Regions from separate parts of the Gossypium hirsutum genome. Here all the other regions are linked to region 1. Evidence: chromatin contacts called from public Hi-C data. All regions are on one chromosome and are shown on one strand. Each heading gives the region's core, a stretch centred on a gene start, on an enhancer-like site or on the middle of the called end of the contact. The rest is flanking DNA. Distances are from core to core; before and after follow the strand shown.

Region 1 (5,067 bases), core at 1,915-4,414:
ATAAAAAATCTATTTGTTTTTTATTTAAATTGTTTTCAAAAAATTATGTTTAAATCTTTACTTGCTTTATAAAAATATTAGAAATAACTAGAAAAAATAAATTGAAATGAAGCATAACAGGATGAGGATTTATGCATAGTACAACAGGGTGAATGGTGGAGTAAAGCATATTATCTATGGAGCAATGAGGGATTCGTGAATATCCATTTCACCTCGGGCCATTTCCATCCGAATTTCAATGCCTGGAGGTGTTTATAGGCTACGTTTGATTTTAAAAAAATTTTTTGGCCTGAGCTCAACTCGCCCAAGCTTACTCAAATGACCCGTTTCATTGTTCATAAAATAATAAAAACTTATTTACTTTAATTATAAAATATATAAATATTAGTATATATATTTTAAAAAATTATTGTATTTAAATAATAAAAGGAACCAAGTTGAGATTGGAAATTTTAAGTTAAAGCCTAACTCAAGTTGGCTGTGCAAGTCACTTAGCCCATTAACTTATTGACTTGCCTCCTATCCATATTTATAATATATAATAACATGAGTTCGAAAAAATTTTTAAATTGATGAGAATATTTATTATTTTAAAATTATTTTTCTTATCAATCTATTATTTGTTTGGTGTAAGTGAAAATTGTTTTTTTTAGTTTGTTTGTTTTGAAAAAAAAATCAAATTATTACATGTGTACTTATAAATTAATGTAAATTAATGTATTTACGTGTGCGGTGCATGAGATTTAATGTTTTTAAATTTTCATTATTTTTAAATTGGTCTAATATCATTAAAATGTTTCAGATATTAAAATTTAAATAATAAAAATATTAAGATATAACATAATTACGAATATAATAATAATATTATTTCATAATAATTTTTTTGTAATGTTACGACACCGTAATTTTTTTGTAATGTTTAATCATTTATAATTTGCAAATAGTTGTCAGCCACTTAAATGTTTTCCTAAAATGTTTCAATACATTATCATAAATAAGATATATGATATGATTTAGTTTGAGTACAAAAATTTACCCTAAATATTCAATTATATTAATATAAAATTCTTTTACCATAAATATTATTTTTAAAAATTGAATTATAATTAATTTCACGACACATCGATTTTGTTTAATTCAAATAAATGTTTTTAACTCAATGTAAAAATAATAATTTTTATTTGAGCCTAAGTTAAATTATAAAAATAAAAATAATATATAAATGGGAAAGGATCCACTTACAGTGTAAAAATTAAAATAGTAAAACATTTCTATAATTATTTATATGATTAATATTTTAATGATCCAACCATTGATTTATCAATATAATTATACTTATTACGCATGTAAATTTTTAAATTGACCTAATATCTATCATATCAATCTAAAATACTCTATTTATTAATATATATTCAACAATTGATTTTAAATTTATATTAAAAAATACTCTATGTGTAATTTTCTTTTACCTAAACTTTTTCTTTTCTCAAAAACAAACTAAAAACTAAAAATAAATATAAATTTATAAAAAAAAAGTGATGAATATTTAATAAAAATAAATAAAAGCAAGTAACAAAATAATAAGAAAAAGTAAACAATGAGCCAAAATAAAAAAAATAAAAAGAAAGAAAAAACAAATATTTCTATAAGTTGTTTATGAAAGTGAAGCATCACAACCTGCACCGTCATATCAAATAGTTGTTTTCAACCTTCCCTCCATCTCTTACTAATGTGCAATATCCATTGGTTTTACTTATAAACATAATTTCAAAGGATTATTTATTTATAGCGGATACTGAAAATATTTTAAAATAGAAAATGAATAAATCAATACTATAAGCGAATATTTTAAATTAAGATCATATTTTTTTTATAATGAAACAAATTAATGTCAATAATAATGTAATATAAAGTTTTGACTCTTCTCAAAATCATTAATTTTGAATGCATGTATATCAAATATTTGGAAAACACTAAATTTAATGTTTACATTATGTAAATGGAGAAAACAAATCTATTAACAAATTAACCTATTTTGAGATTCCATGAATAAGTGGTCTCGTCCACACAAATCTCTTCTATAATAGCCTCCCTAAATAATATATTTTAGTGTTTGGATGATCATGCATAAAATATTTTCTATTGTTTAATATACTTTTTGAAAATATTTCATAAAAACTATTTTTTATAAAACAAACATAATTTTGAGATTTTTTTAATCTTTTTATTATTTAATTAAATTTATTTTATGTCTATAAATTTATATTTTACATTATTCTTTGTAAACCAGACACAACTCAAATATATTTGTTATAAAATATTATAGTACAATTTCCTTTTAACAATTAAAATTTATTTCATAATAGTAAAACATTTTGTGATAATCAATATCTATATAAACTTAATAATAAATAATACTTAATTAAAATTTAATTTAAATTACATATGTTACATATATAAGAGTACACATTGACATATTAAAGTTGTAAGGTATAAATGAAGCTAAGCATTATTTAAACAAATACTCATATTTATAAAATTAAAATATTCATATTTTTATACTAAATTAAAATATGTCATAAGTCTATTGTACTCTTTATAAATTTAAAATTTAGTCCATGTACTTTTATTTTTGGATTAGTCTTACTTTTTAGAGATCAGAATTTAAGTTTAACTGTTAGTATTATTAAAAATATTTTGTTAAGTACACATATCTATAAAATACAATTAAAATATCATAATTTAAAAAAAAATAGAGTCTTAGAATTTTTTTAAGTGATAACTGATTTTTTTGAATTATATAATTATGTAATTATTTTCTTAATTTGTTTTGGTATGTTCGTCTAAAAATAATGAAAAGTAAGCCTTAGATTAGAGGTCGATACAAGGGGGGCCGGCAGTGGCCCTGGCCCCCCTAAAATAGAAAATTTATATTTAGGCATTTGAATTTTTTTAAAATTTTAAATTAATAAAGGTAAAATTATACTTTAGCCCCTCTAAAATTATAGAAATTCGATTTAATCCTATAAAAATTATAAAGATATAGATTATAAAAAATTAAATTTTTTATCATCTCTTCCTAAAAATTTATTCTGACTTTGCGCTTGCATTAGATTCAATTTTTTAAAATTTCATAAATTAAAAACATACCGTATTTTTATAAAGTTGTTTTAGAAGAAAATCAATGGTTATAAGCTCTAAGGTGATTGACGCTTGACCCAATCAGAATAGGATAAGGATGATTTAAAATGCGTAACCAAACATGAAAAAAAAGGTGGCATAAACCCTAGAAATTACAAGAGCTTAAACCCCTCTGTAATATCAATTCAGGATCCATATTCCAGAAGGAAAAAAAGAAAAGAAAAGAGAAGAAGCTTTAATGGCTGGTTCGACGATTCTCTCTAGATTATCATCATCTCGGTTAAAGGCTCTTCCTGTAAAGCTTAAAAGCAGCAAACCAGTGTTACCCACTATTTCTCCATTGAAATCGAGCTCTCAGTCTCAGTTTTCTTCTGCTTCTTCTTCTTCTTCTTCTTCTTCTTCTTCTTCACTGAAGCGCATTTCCGGGATTCCAAGGTGAGCCTTGTTTGTAATTAAAACTATTTGAATCTCTAAAGTAATGATTTTGCTCGCTCTTTCCTTTTTGGTTTGATTTCTTAGAGAAATGGGAATTTCCCTTTCATTTAGATTACCAGTGGAGCTGAGCTGCTTAATCTCAATGATGCCTTTGCACAGTGCGGTTGCTTCGGCTCGCCTCAGATCATTTCTTGCTATAGAATCTCAGAGTTGGGGTTTGATTCCTCAAGGTCTCTCTATTTACTCAACTCATGGAATATTTTTATTTTTATTTTTGGTATTAATGTTCATTGTTTTGACATTGTCACCACTGAAGCTTATTAATATAGTTTTTTATCTCAGAATTCTTGCTTTGTTATAGTTGAGAAAAGGATTGTTTGAAATAATTATGGTATGGGAGCATATATCATTATAATTGGTATTATTTCACAAAAATTCAACCTTTTATTGTAAGAATCATTAATGAATTGTTGAAATATGTGTCGTGGTTGTTTCATATAACCATTTGCGTTATGACCAGGGCGAACCTGATTGCCTCGGCCTCCCTTGTCTTCTACAAGCTCTTTTGATCATAAGTATTTTCTGCTCGAAAAATAATTTGTTTTTTTCCAAAAACATCTTTAATTTTATCTGGACTCCCAACATAAAATTCTTATCTTGAGGATCTTGACTTGCATGTTTTACGATTTTAGATGTTCTCTCTATAAATGTTCCTCTATAGAGCTTAGATTTATAGCCTGCAATGTCCTCCTGCATTCACTGGTAAAGGCATGCATACTTTGGTGATACTTTATTTTGTCAAAGAAGCCTGCATTTTATTTGCTTCATAAAGCACGACAGTCTGTAGTGATGCTAAATTGATTGAATAATGTTAAAAACGAAATATCTCGTTCGTATTATTTCTTTCGGAATGTTTACAAGAACATATCATTTGTTCTGATTCATGTTGTTTTTTCGATGTTGCAGGTATCTCTATGCCTTTATAACAGCACCCGTGGTTAGTGTCTGGTAATTTTTCTTGCCAAAATGGAGTGTAATTTCATTACGAACTCGAATTCTGTAAGGGTTCATTCTTAATAATTATCTTGTTGTTTGTTACGGATATGATGGATGCTGAAAGTGTTGATCGTTGAGAAATGAGTCAGACATGAATCGAACCAAGATATGTTTTATTTCTCCGAAAATTAGTTTAAAATGCAAGGTTATTGTTAAGGTTTATGTTCCTTGTTCCACTTCTGCATCTCTCGTGATTAGCGTCAATGATCTTCGTTCTATGTCTTTAGATGGAAAGTTTGCAGTTTCGGGATGATAGTAGTATCGTTATCGTCTTTATGGTATCAATTTTTTCTGTTTTGATTAGGATTCGAAACATTTAATACCCTCTTTAACGATCAAAGAAGTAGAACTTAGTAACAAGCTGCCATTCGACTAATTGATAGCTGATAACATTAGTCCTGTATTAGTTTTTACGTATGTTTTAGCATATGGCTT
Region 2 (5,067 bases), core at 819-3,318, 860 kb after region 1:
AATGTGATCAAATTTTTTAGCATGGATCGAAAACAATTAATATAAAAAATAAAACAACGAATAAATAATATACAACAACAATAAATATGGCACAATATAAATCAATCAACAGATCATATACAAGACAAAATGGAATTTAGAAGTCAATGTGGTATAAGACAATTTCAAAATAGACGAATGAACACATAATATATATGATATATGAGTGGGTGAATTGATAAATTTGAAATAATTTAGGTAAAAAAAAACCAAGGCTATAAATATAATCATTGAAATAAATATTATAGAATAAATTATATGAATCAAATAGTATGCGAAACATTTTCAACACAAATTCATTTAAAAAACGACAATATACAATAACTTAAAAATATGAAAGAATGGTGGAGTACATGATAAGATATATGTACCAAATATATATATATATTTAAGAATAATTACTTGTAAAAAAAATGGCATGAAATGAATGATGCATACAAAATTAAGTTAGCTTATAAATTATATAAGTACCATTATACTTAAAAACATTTTAAAGAAATACTAAATAACATACTAAGATAATATAATATAGAGAAACATTTCAAAATAATAATTTTATAAACATAAAAATGAAGTTCCCAAAATAGTGTCATATATACATAAAAACATTAAGTAAATCATGAATCAAGAAATATTTTAAATAGAAAACTCTATTAAAATAATTTATGTATCAATATATAAAAATATTTAAATTAAAACTTTATAATGAGGTATTAAAATAATTTAATGTAAAAAGAATTTTAAAACGATGATCTTGTCAAAAATAAATAAGAATGTTGTTAACTTCAAAATAATGTTTATTATAGATTAAGAATTTAATAAGAATGATGTATATACAAATATGTATAAAATATTTAAAGAAATGGGATGCACAATGTAAAAATAATAAGATAAAAAAAATCTCAAAATAATTATACAAATGTAAACAAACAAAATTATTAACATGGATTAATACATATAAAATATTAAATGCATTTTAAATTAGCAAACTATACAAATGAAAGACCAAATTAAAATTGAATCCAAAATAACATACAAATAATCATAAATAAGATCAATGTACAAGGCGCATGAATGTCTGGGGATTAGAATTGCAAATATCCCTAGCCCAAAACGCAGCACTGTATCGCGGACTAAAATGGAAACGCGCACGAATTAAAGAGCCAAATTAAAAAAAGGGCAAAACAAATAAGGCACAATTGAATAATCGCGCAAAAGGAAGGATTTAATGCGCAAATTTCCCACTTCTAATGAAAAGGCACAGACTTATTTTAATGCTAAAATCCATATTCCCATTTATTTTCCTTTCAAAACACAAATAACCTTTTAATTTAAAAAAAGAAACAGAACCCTTCATTCTCTTTGGGTTCATTAAGCAACTGCCCAAACCACTATCAATTTGATGGCTGACGGTGCACGAATAGGGATCGGATCTTGCTGAAGAAAGCCTTACCCACGAAGATTCGGTAAGAGTACTCCTTTCCCCTTTTTTTTAAAAAAACAGAAACTTTAAAATCCTGTACTATTCTGTCAAAAACAAGGCGAGATCCGACGAAAAACAAGAGAAAACAACCCTAGCCCGAATCACCATATTCCTGAGACATGAGGGCTTTCATCGGTGTTGTTTCAAGCATCCTTTTTCGTTTTCTATGCCAAAATAATGCAAGCAAATTGACAGAAAAGAGGGAAAAATTTGAAATCACCTTTAGATCACTCTTTTTTTTCTTTTCTACTATTTAATATATGTATTGTAGTGTGCGTTCATAGTTTTACAATGAAAAGGCTTTTTGGTTTTATTAGCCGAACAATAATCAAAAATGAAAATACAAGCCCTCTTTATTTGCTATTCCGTTGTTTTTTGTTTCTATTTGCTGTTGTTTTCTTGTCTGTTTGCAGGTATGCGTGGCGCGTGGAAGTGTACGGCGTACGGAGGCGCTGGAAGCTTGTACGGCGCTGCAGGTTAGGGCTGCGGAGCTCCTTACTGCTAGGGTTTGGCTGTTTGGCTAAACTTAGGTTTAGGTTTTGGGCCATTGGGCCCCATTGTAAATGGGTATCTGGGTTTGATTTTTTGTTATTAGGCCTGGGTAGATTCGGCCCATTACAGATATGATATATTTTATTATAGTCTATAATATAATTATAGTTATATATATAATATTATTTCACTAAATAATACTATATCACATGTTATAATAGTAGAGTAGTACATAATATTTTTAATTATTATCATATATTATTGTTTATTATTATACTGGTTGAAATATGCTCTAAGTCCCTATATTTTTTATAAATTTCAAAGTTGGCCCCCCTACTATATTACATAATGTTATATCTTATAGTATATAATATATTAATAATTGATATATATGCATCAATGATTAAACATTATAATATCTAGTAATATTATATCTTTTATTATATATAATAGAAGTACGTTATATATTAATTATTAATTCTTAATTGTTATTATATTATTTGAAATATGCTCTAGGTCGTTATACTTTTCATACATTTGAAAGTTAGCTCTTCTTCTATGTCATATAATGTTATATCATATAATATATAATATATTATGTAATATAATAATAGTTATATAGTATAGATTTTAATATCTATTAATTTTATATATTTATTATACATATATAATCATAGTAATAAAAATATTTTATATTAAATTAATATTTTTAATTTTCACTTTATAATTTAACATAAAAAATTACTATTAATTGTGTTTCCTATTAATAAAAATTTATTATAAATATGTCATGCATATGAATAAATTTTCATAAAAAATATTATATATTTTTTTAATATTGAAATCTATATTAATTATTAATGTCTATGGTTGTTTAATTATAAATTAAAACTTTGAGTCAGGTTATTCTCAAGCTCAGGTCAAATTGGTCCCGAACTCAAAGTCTTATAGACTCGAGTATTTCTCGAGCTCTGGTTTTTCGGGCTAAGATTTTCTCATGCTCGAGCTTTCTCGGACTCGGACCAACACAAACAGCCTTTCAAGCTCAAGCCGGTTTTACCAGCTCTTATTATGGATATATATTAGTAAGTCCAAAATGTTAGCACCCTTACTTGCTCCTATTAAAGTGATTATGTGGAATTTTTTTACTATTATTCAACTGCATAATCAATATCATGTGAAAATTCAATCAACTATGTTCAATCAACAGCAAATATATGTCAACTAATGCTTACAACTATTTTTTTTTAAAAATGCGTCATCTCTTTATTGACGATAATAAACGGTATTATAAATTTGAATTTACTAATAATTTTATAAAAATAAACGATCAAACTATGTTAAAAATAAAGTATATAAATTTACGGATAATATAAGTTTTGGCCCCTGAACTTGGCAATTAGGTCCACTTAGGTACTTGTAAATTTTTTTGTCTACTTTGATCTTTGAACTTGGCAACTAGATCTATTTTCGTCCCTGAACTTAGATCTTGTCAAGATTTGGAGATATAATCAATGTTACTAGAGCATGATCAAAGTAGACAAACTGAGAATTAAGCAATGTAACGGTTCAAACAAAAGGGTTAAACTGATTGACACGGAAACTGTTTGAAATTGGTAAAAATTAAAATCTAGGACAAAAATTGCCAATTGAACCAGTTTAATATATATTTTTTGTTATTTTATGTTTTTATATTTTTATGAATTTTAATTACTTATTTAATTATTGTTAGTTTGTTGGTTGAATTGATCAAACTGGTTGAATAGGGAACATGTTGAACTAGTTGTACCACATCATCACCTGAAAATTTATATAAAATTTATAAATTTTAAATTTTCATGTAATGATGTGGCACAATGTTAGAGTACCACATCATTAAACTTTTTTATTTTTCAAGTTTAGGGACCAAAATGAATTTAACTGTCAAGTTTAAATGCCAAATTCTTAACATGGTAAAGATCCTAAATTCATAATTTGAACACACCTAAAATGAAAAACTAAGAACAAGCTCCGGTTCCGTGATGGAAAGAATCACGTTTGCTGTTAAAGACTAAAACCATGTCAGTTTATATAGCCATATGATCTTCGAAGCCCATGAAGACCTTTGATAAGTAGAACAGGCTAATTTGCATAGATAGTTATTACATAAAAAGCCCCAAATAATGTCTCCAACTGCCACCGCTTCACTTAAAAATGCAACTTCTGTCAAATGGATTTTGGTAGAGAGCGCTGAAAAAAGGTGGGTGTATTTAGATTGTCTCTCCCCAACATGATTGATTGGGCCATTTCATCACTAAAGGCATCTAATTTGAATGAAATCAACAGTTTTGTCAATAATGTGTTTAAAATTTCTTATTGGACTTTTTATCAGAGTTTTAGCATGGGTTAGGCCTTTTGGGAGTTCTATTTTTGTTAAAATTATGAGTCGTATAATGGGCAGATATTTACATGTATTTAACTCTTCTTTTTTTTTCTTTTCTTTTCTGAGATTCTGTTTGGCCCAACTAAGCTTTTGCGTGCCGCTAAATAAATATATAAAAGAAAATTTAATTGCATCATCCATCTCTAAATTATTATTTAATTTTTAAATTATACTAAATTTCAATGTCTCAATTGATTGATAAAATTATCAGTCGTCCTGTGAGTTTAGACATTGAAGGTTAACTTGCATATGATATTCAACATATTTAAATGGATTAAACATGTGTGCACTTATCATATGGATAATTTGGATTTAACCTGTCAAAATAATTTGTTCGTATAAAATTTATTTACGTCTTTTTTTCCTAACATGCCGTTGTTTATATAATATATACACACGTATTAAACATTTGATCAACATATTTAAATATAGTCCACGTTAGATTCAAACTAACACTTAATAACTTGACCGAAGAACCTAACTAATATGAAACTAGAAGTTTAAGCACTCAACTAGAATGTAAAGCCATTTGGAGCAATTACCTCAAAATAAATTATAGAAACTAATTACTAAAAAAACTGTGATTATAAAATTTGGTTGAAGTCAAAAAGTACATAAGCATTATTTAATG
Region 3 (5,067 bases), core at 1,681-4,180, 560 kb after region 1:
AGTAAGAATGTATGGTACAGGTATGTATGTAAGCCTCATGAGTATTGAACTCGATTCATGATGGGAAATTTAGCATGAGTAGAATGGAGTAAGATAAGTTTGATGTTTAATGACATTTAATGTCAATTTTGATTACGTTCATGTGAGTAGTATGATATTGTGGTGATAATTGATAATATGTTTAATCTATGAATATCTTGACTTATGTTGTTATTTATTTACATGCAGCTTACTAAGTCTTGTACTTACCCTTCTCTCCTTTCCCTTTTCTTTTAGCATCGTCAAGCTAGCTCAGGGATCGTGGACGTTGGGGCTTGAGTCATATTAGCAACAAATCTTTTGGGGTATAATTAGTTTACTACATTTAAGTATGGCATGTATAGGGGACTTAGTATTTTTTTTTATATGTGTCATATTTGTTAGCCAAAGTGATGGCTCTTTTTGGTATATTATTCCATTTTGTATATGGCCATGAAAAATGGCTCATATTAATTATTGGGTTGAAATCCCTAAATATTGTTACATGCATGAGATGTGTTATTACTTTTGTTGTGTGTGCCAAATGATTGATAAAATGTGGAATTTATGTGTATGGATAAATGATGCCAATTGGTATGGTCACTATATTAATAAAGGTAAAGAAATGTATTGAATGAACTTAACAAGTCAAGGAGTCCCAATTAGGTAAACTTGATATGAATTTATCATGTATGAGTTAAAGCTATGGATGTCTAAGTAACCCTTTTATGCCATGTTAACCACCATTGGCATATGAGTGTGTGTTGGGGTTGTTAAGGATGACAAGAAGGCTTGGAAAATAGCCTCAAATTTGTCCACGCAGGTAACACACGGCTAGCCCTATAGGCGTGTACCGGTCGTGTGTCCTCTGCACCCTAGTTTTACAAGTCAGTATGCATGGTAGTAAACACACGGGCAAAGACATAGTCGTGTGTCTCAGCCGTGTGGAGGACACAACCTTAGGACATGGGCGTGTGCCTAGGCCATGTGAAGTTTGCACTTTAAATGCAAAAATTACTTTCACCACACGGCCTAGCACACGGGGATGTGACTTGGCCGTGTGATATTAAATTTATGCTGACGTCATGAACAGAGAGTTACACGGCCTGGGGACACAGGCGTGTCAATGGTACATAGGTGTGTCCTTGTGTCCACACGGGCGTGTGACCCTGTTTTAAGAAAAATTTTCTAAAGTTCACGATTTAGTCCCGAACCACCCCCGATATATGTTTTGGGCCTCTTAGGCCCATATAAGGCACGATATGCATGTTCTTGAATAAATTTTAAATTTGAACGAAATTTTATGGCTCAGTTTTACATAGTAGTGTTTGTTCAAGTCCGATAATGCCTCGTATCCTGTCCCGGCGTTGGACACGGGTAAGGGGTGTTACAAAATCTCTTAACAAAATTTTCACACAATAATTCAATCATATTGTAGATCTTAAAACATTATCACAATAAATATTTCTACTTCGAATTCGTGGTCCCTAAACCACTGTTCCGATTTGACCCTAAAACGGACTGTTACAATCTAATCAATTTTATTTTATTTTATTCAAATAGATTTAAAGACTCCTTTAATGTAGATTTTGTATCTGTTTTCATGGAAATTTCTAAAATTCCACCATATTGAATGTCTATAAAAGCCTAAAGATTTTTACATAGTTTTTTTAGACACACAACCACAACAAATTTTTTTCACTCTCAAAATTCTTCTCTTCTTCCTCTCCATATTTCCCAATGTTTCGATGATAGAAGAAGGTAATGTTTGTTTGTTGATTACTGCAGAAGTGCTATTGCTTCGATCATCTTGTTGTTGTATCCTGGGAGACAGACGACTAGCGTTTCTGTAACTACCATAGGAGCGGCCAAATCTATCTTAAGGAAACTATGTAAAGCAGGCTTCAACATCTAGAAAAACTCAATTCTTTTATTCGATTTCTGGTTTTTATAATCTTATTTATTCAATTTTTTTTTTAATCTGAAATTTTAAATATAAATATTTATTTTATTTTTATATAAATATTTTTTATTTATATTTATATTTATATTTATATTTATTCACTAACATATTTTTTCCTACCGATAATATAAGAGCATGATTAACCAAACTGGCTCTTTGCACATTGAAAAAGCTTCATTGTCAATATTTTGCATATTATTGCAGTGGACGTCAGGTTGAGATGTTTGAGGCTTCAATTTGACAGATAATTTGGGTTCTCTAATTTTAGTATATGTCGGTTAGTATTTATACTAGTAATTTTTTAAAATTTTATAAGTAAAGTTTAAAATTTATTGTTTTTAATATTTTATTATATCCAGGAAAATTGTTGGCTCACAGTCTGAATTTCCTTAGGACTAACGGATAAATTTCCATCATCTAATTTTTTTTAATAATTTTTAAAGACATGAATTTAAGAATTAAGTTTAAGATTTAAAGTTTAAATGATAAAATTTTAGATTTTAGATTTTTATAAAAAATTAATTTAATTTTTAGAATTATATTAACAATAAAATATGCAAATTATAAGTAAAAAAAATCATCTTAAAGAAAAAAAAGCGAGAGAGAGAGAAAATGAATGGTTTCGCGACCGTAAGTCCCAAGAGGCTTACAGACTGTCATCCTGGCAAAGCTCTATTATAAAAGGTAAGTGTTACACATTTAAATTGCTTATGAAGTTTTTAAGTTCCACCGCAAATAATTCCCGAACATAAGGTTCTCTCATGTCTAAAATTGAGGATCTTTTTATGATTATTTGCAGTTCGCTAGTGATGGATTGGGCAACTGTTCCATAAAAGGCAGCAAATGGTTTGCAGATATTTTTTAGGCTTTTCACTTTACATCTTGAAAGTAAAACTAATGGGACGGGACTCCATGTCTCCTCATTCCAAGTCCTGGGCCACTATCTCTCACCAAAATAGGTTGAAGCTGGCCCAGGGTCCATCAATGACAGTGCAGACCACTGCCTCAAGTTGTGAGTCGATGTAACTTTATTCGATCGTCACTTACCTTTGAAATTAGAATTGTGCGCTTGGGTTATTTTAGGTTTTTCATCCTGTTAATTCAGATAAATTTCAGATTTAGATTGTTTTTAAGTTGTTTTGAGTTCATATTATTTAAATTTGAGGTTTAAGTGTTTTGGGTTAGATTAATTTGAGTTTAACTCATTCGAATTTTAGTCACTTTAAATTTGGATCATGTTATCATTTTTAGTTATTTGTTTAAATAATTTTAAATTCAAGCTATTTTTTTATTTAAATTAATTCGAGTTTGCATCGAACATAATATATTTAAATTATTGGTTTCTACACTCAAATCAAATTAAGTCAAATTAAGTTTGTTATATGTATTTCTCTCTCAACGCTACTTAAAGAAGTCTTATTGCACCCAGTTTTAGCTCGCCAATGCTAATACTTCACCAAGATTAAGGACCTCACTGGCTTATAATATACTCTAGAAATAAAAGCTTATCCCCGAGCTTCACCAAATCAAGCAATCAAGTTTCCTTTCAGCATGGCGACATATGAGCTTGCCAATGCTAATACTTCACCAAGATTGAGGACCTCATTGACTTATAGCATATTTTACAAATAGAGACTTATCCCTAAGCCTCGCCAAATCAAGCAATCAAGTTTCCTTTCAACATGGCAACATATAAACCTCTATCAAATTCACTCAAGTTCAATCACCGCTTACCGCTTAATCACCAAATAAATTAAATTCAATTTGTTGCATATTTTGAAAGCTATTTTGCTCCATTTCTTACCTACCTAGACAAGAGAACTTTCTTACCAATTTAAAACTCTACCCAACTTTCCATAGTTAGTTAATATCCAATATTGATTTAAGACATCTTCTGTTTGATAGCCACGTCGAGTATAGAAGTAAAATTCTTATAGCATTTTTTCCTTTGTTCATAAGATCTGATTTTGAAATCTCATTTAAAGAATATCGAATATCCTATTTTTTGAAAGGGGATAAAATACAATGACTTCTTCTGCTTCTGAGGTTTTTTCTCCTTTCTCCTTTCCAAAATTCTTATAGCACTTTTTCCTTTGTTCATAAGATCTGATTTTGAAATCTCATTTAAAGAATATCGAATATCCTATTTTTTAAAAGGGGATAAAATACAATGACTTCTTCTGCTTCTGAGGTTTTTTCTCCTTTCTCCTTTCCTTTTCCCATGGCAGAAGACAAGGCTACAAAAAAAAAGGTTGCTGTCAACTTGATTGCCCCAATAGTGAAGATAATACGATGGTTGTTGATCATTAGCGTAGTCCTAAGTTGGTTGAAAGAAGCTTGGTTATACAAGTGTCATTCAAAGATACGTTGGTTGTTTCGAAAAGGATGGCAGGTCTAGATTCGAAAGAGAAGGAAGATGATGACATACAGTTACTTGAGGGTGATGTGATTGACGGAACGGAAGATGGTATACCGTCGATCAAGTTCTCAGGCCGTGTTCATCAACTCTTGTACAAAAGTATGTCCCGAACGATCGTTGTTAAGCTATTAGGATAGAAGATAGGGTATCATACTTTTTTCAATAGAATTTATAGCCTTTGGAAGTTGTTTACTTCGAGAATGATTACTTTTTTGGTGAAATTTCAATCGAAAGTGGACTATGTTCGGACTCTTAATGAAGGACGTTGGATCGTGTATGGACATTACCTGACGATTCAGCGCTGTTCGGAGTCTTTTTCAACTTGTCAACCTTTCCCGACAAGTATGGTTGTCTGGATTAGACTCTCAGGTTTTCCAGGATTTATGTACAGGAAGAGTGTTATTAGAGCTATTAGGCAAAGGATTGGGCATGTGATTAAATTGGATGACAATACAGGTAGTGCTCAACAAGGTCGTTTTGTTCGTATGATTGTTCACTTGGATATTAATAAACCTTTTATTTCTAGAATTAAAATCGATGGTCGTATTCAGCGTATTGAGTACGAATCCCTCCTTAATATGTGTTTCTCTTGTGGACATTATAGTCATATGAAAGATGCGGTTGTCTCTAGTGTGGAGATGGAGTCCCAAACACAAGTTCACAAGCA

Evidence for each region. A called contact is a pair of places that touch in the nucleus more often than the background predicts.
Region 2: a contact with region 1 is called in a Hi-C map of leaf, with 4 times the contacts expected there. The contact joins the enhancer-like site here to the promoter of LOC107962880 in region 1. A contact is called at or near these places in 5 of 34 Hi-C or Micro-C datasets (callus, hypocotyl and leaf).
Region 3: a Hi-C map of leaf shows a contact between it and region 1, with 3 times the contacts expected there. The contact joins the enhancer-like site here to the promoter of LOC107962880 in region 1. A contact is called at or near these places in 7 of 34 Hi-C or Micro-C datasets (callus, hypocotyl and leaf).

The regions. Positions count from the first base shown.
Region 1 is chrA06:34,022,122-34,027,188 of Gossypium_hirsutum_v2.1, forward strand. LOC107962880 (protein NONRESPONDING TO OXYLIPINS 2, mitochondrial) reads left to right here and starts at 3,165. Exons shown (of 3, transcript XM_016899435.2): 1 at 3,165-3,576; 2 at 3,688-3,806; 3 at 4,543-4,794. The coding sequence starts at 3,380. The coding sequence ends at 4,562.
Region 2 is chrA06:34,880,708-34,885,774 of Gossypium_hirsutum_v2.1, forward strand. No RefSeq gene overlaps it. Among protein-coding and RNA genes, the nearest start is that of LOC121231128, 76 kb to the left of the region's middle. Within about 2 kb of position 2,069, at least 9 of the 9 cell types and tissues checked have an H3K27ac peak or open chromatin away from gene starts, as enhancers often do. A contact at or near this core is called in hypocotyl and leaf, where this site is marked.
Region 3 is chrA06:34,580,896-34,585,962 of Gossypium_hirsutum_v2.1, forward strand. No RefSeq gene overlaps it. Among protein-coding and RNA genes, the nearest start is that of LOC107893945, 24 kb to the right of the region's middle. Within about 2 kb of position 2,931, at least 4 of the 9 cell types and tissues checked have an H3K27ac peak or open chromatin away from gene starts, as enhancers often do. A contact at or near this core is called in hypocotyl and leaf, where this site is marked.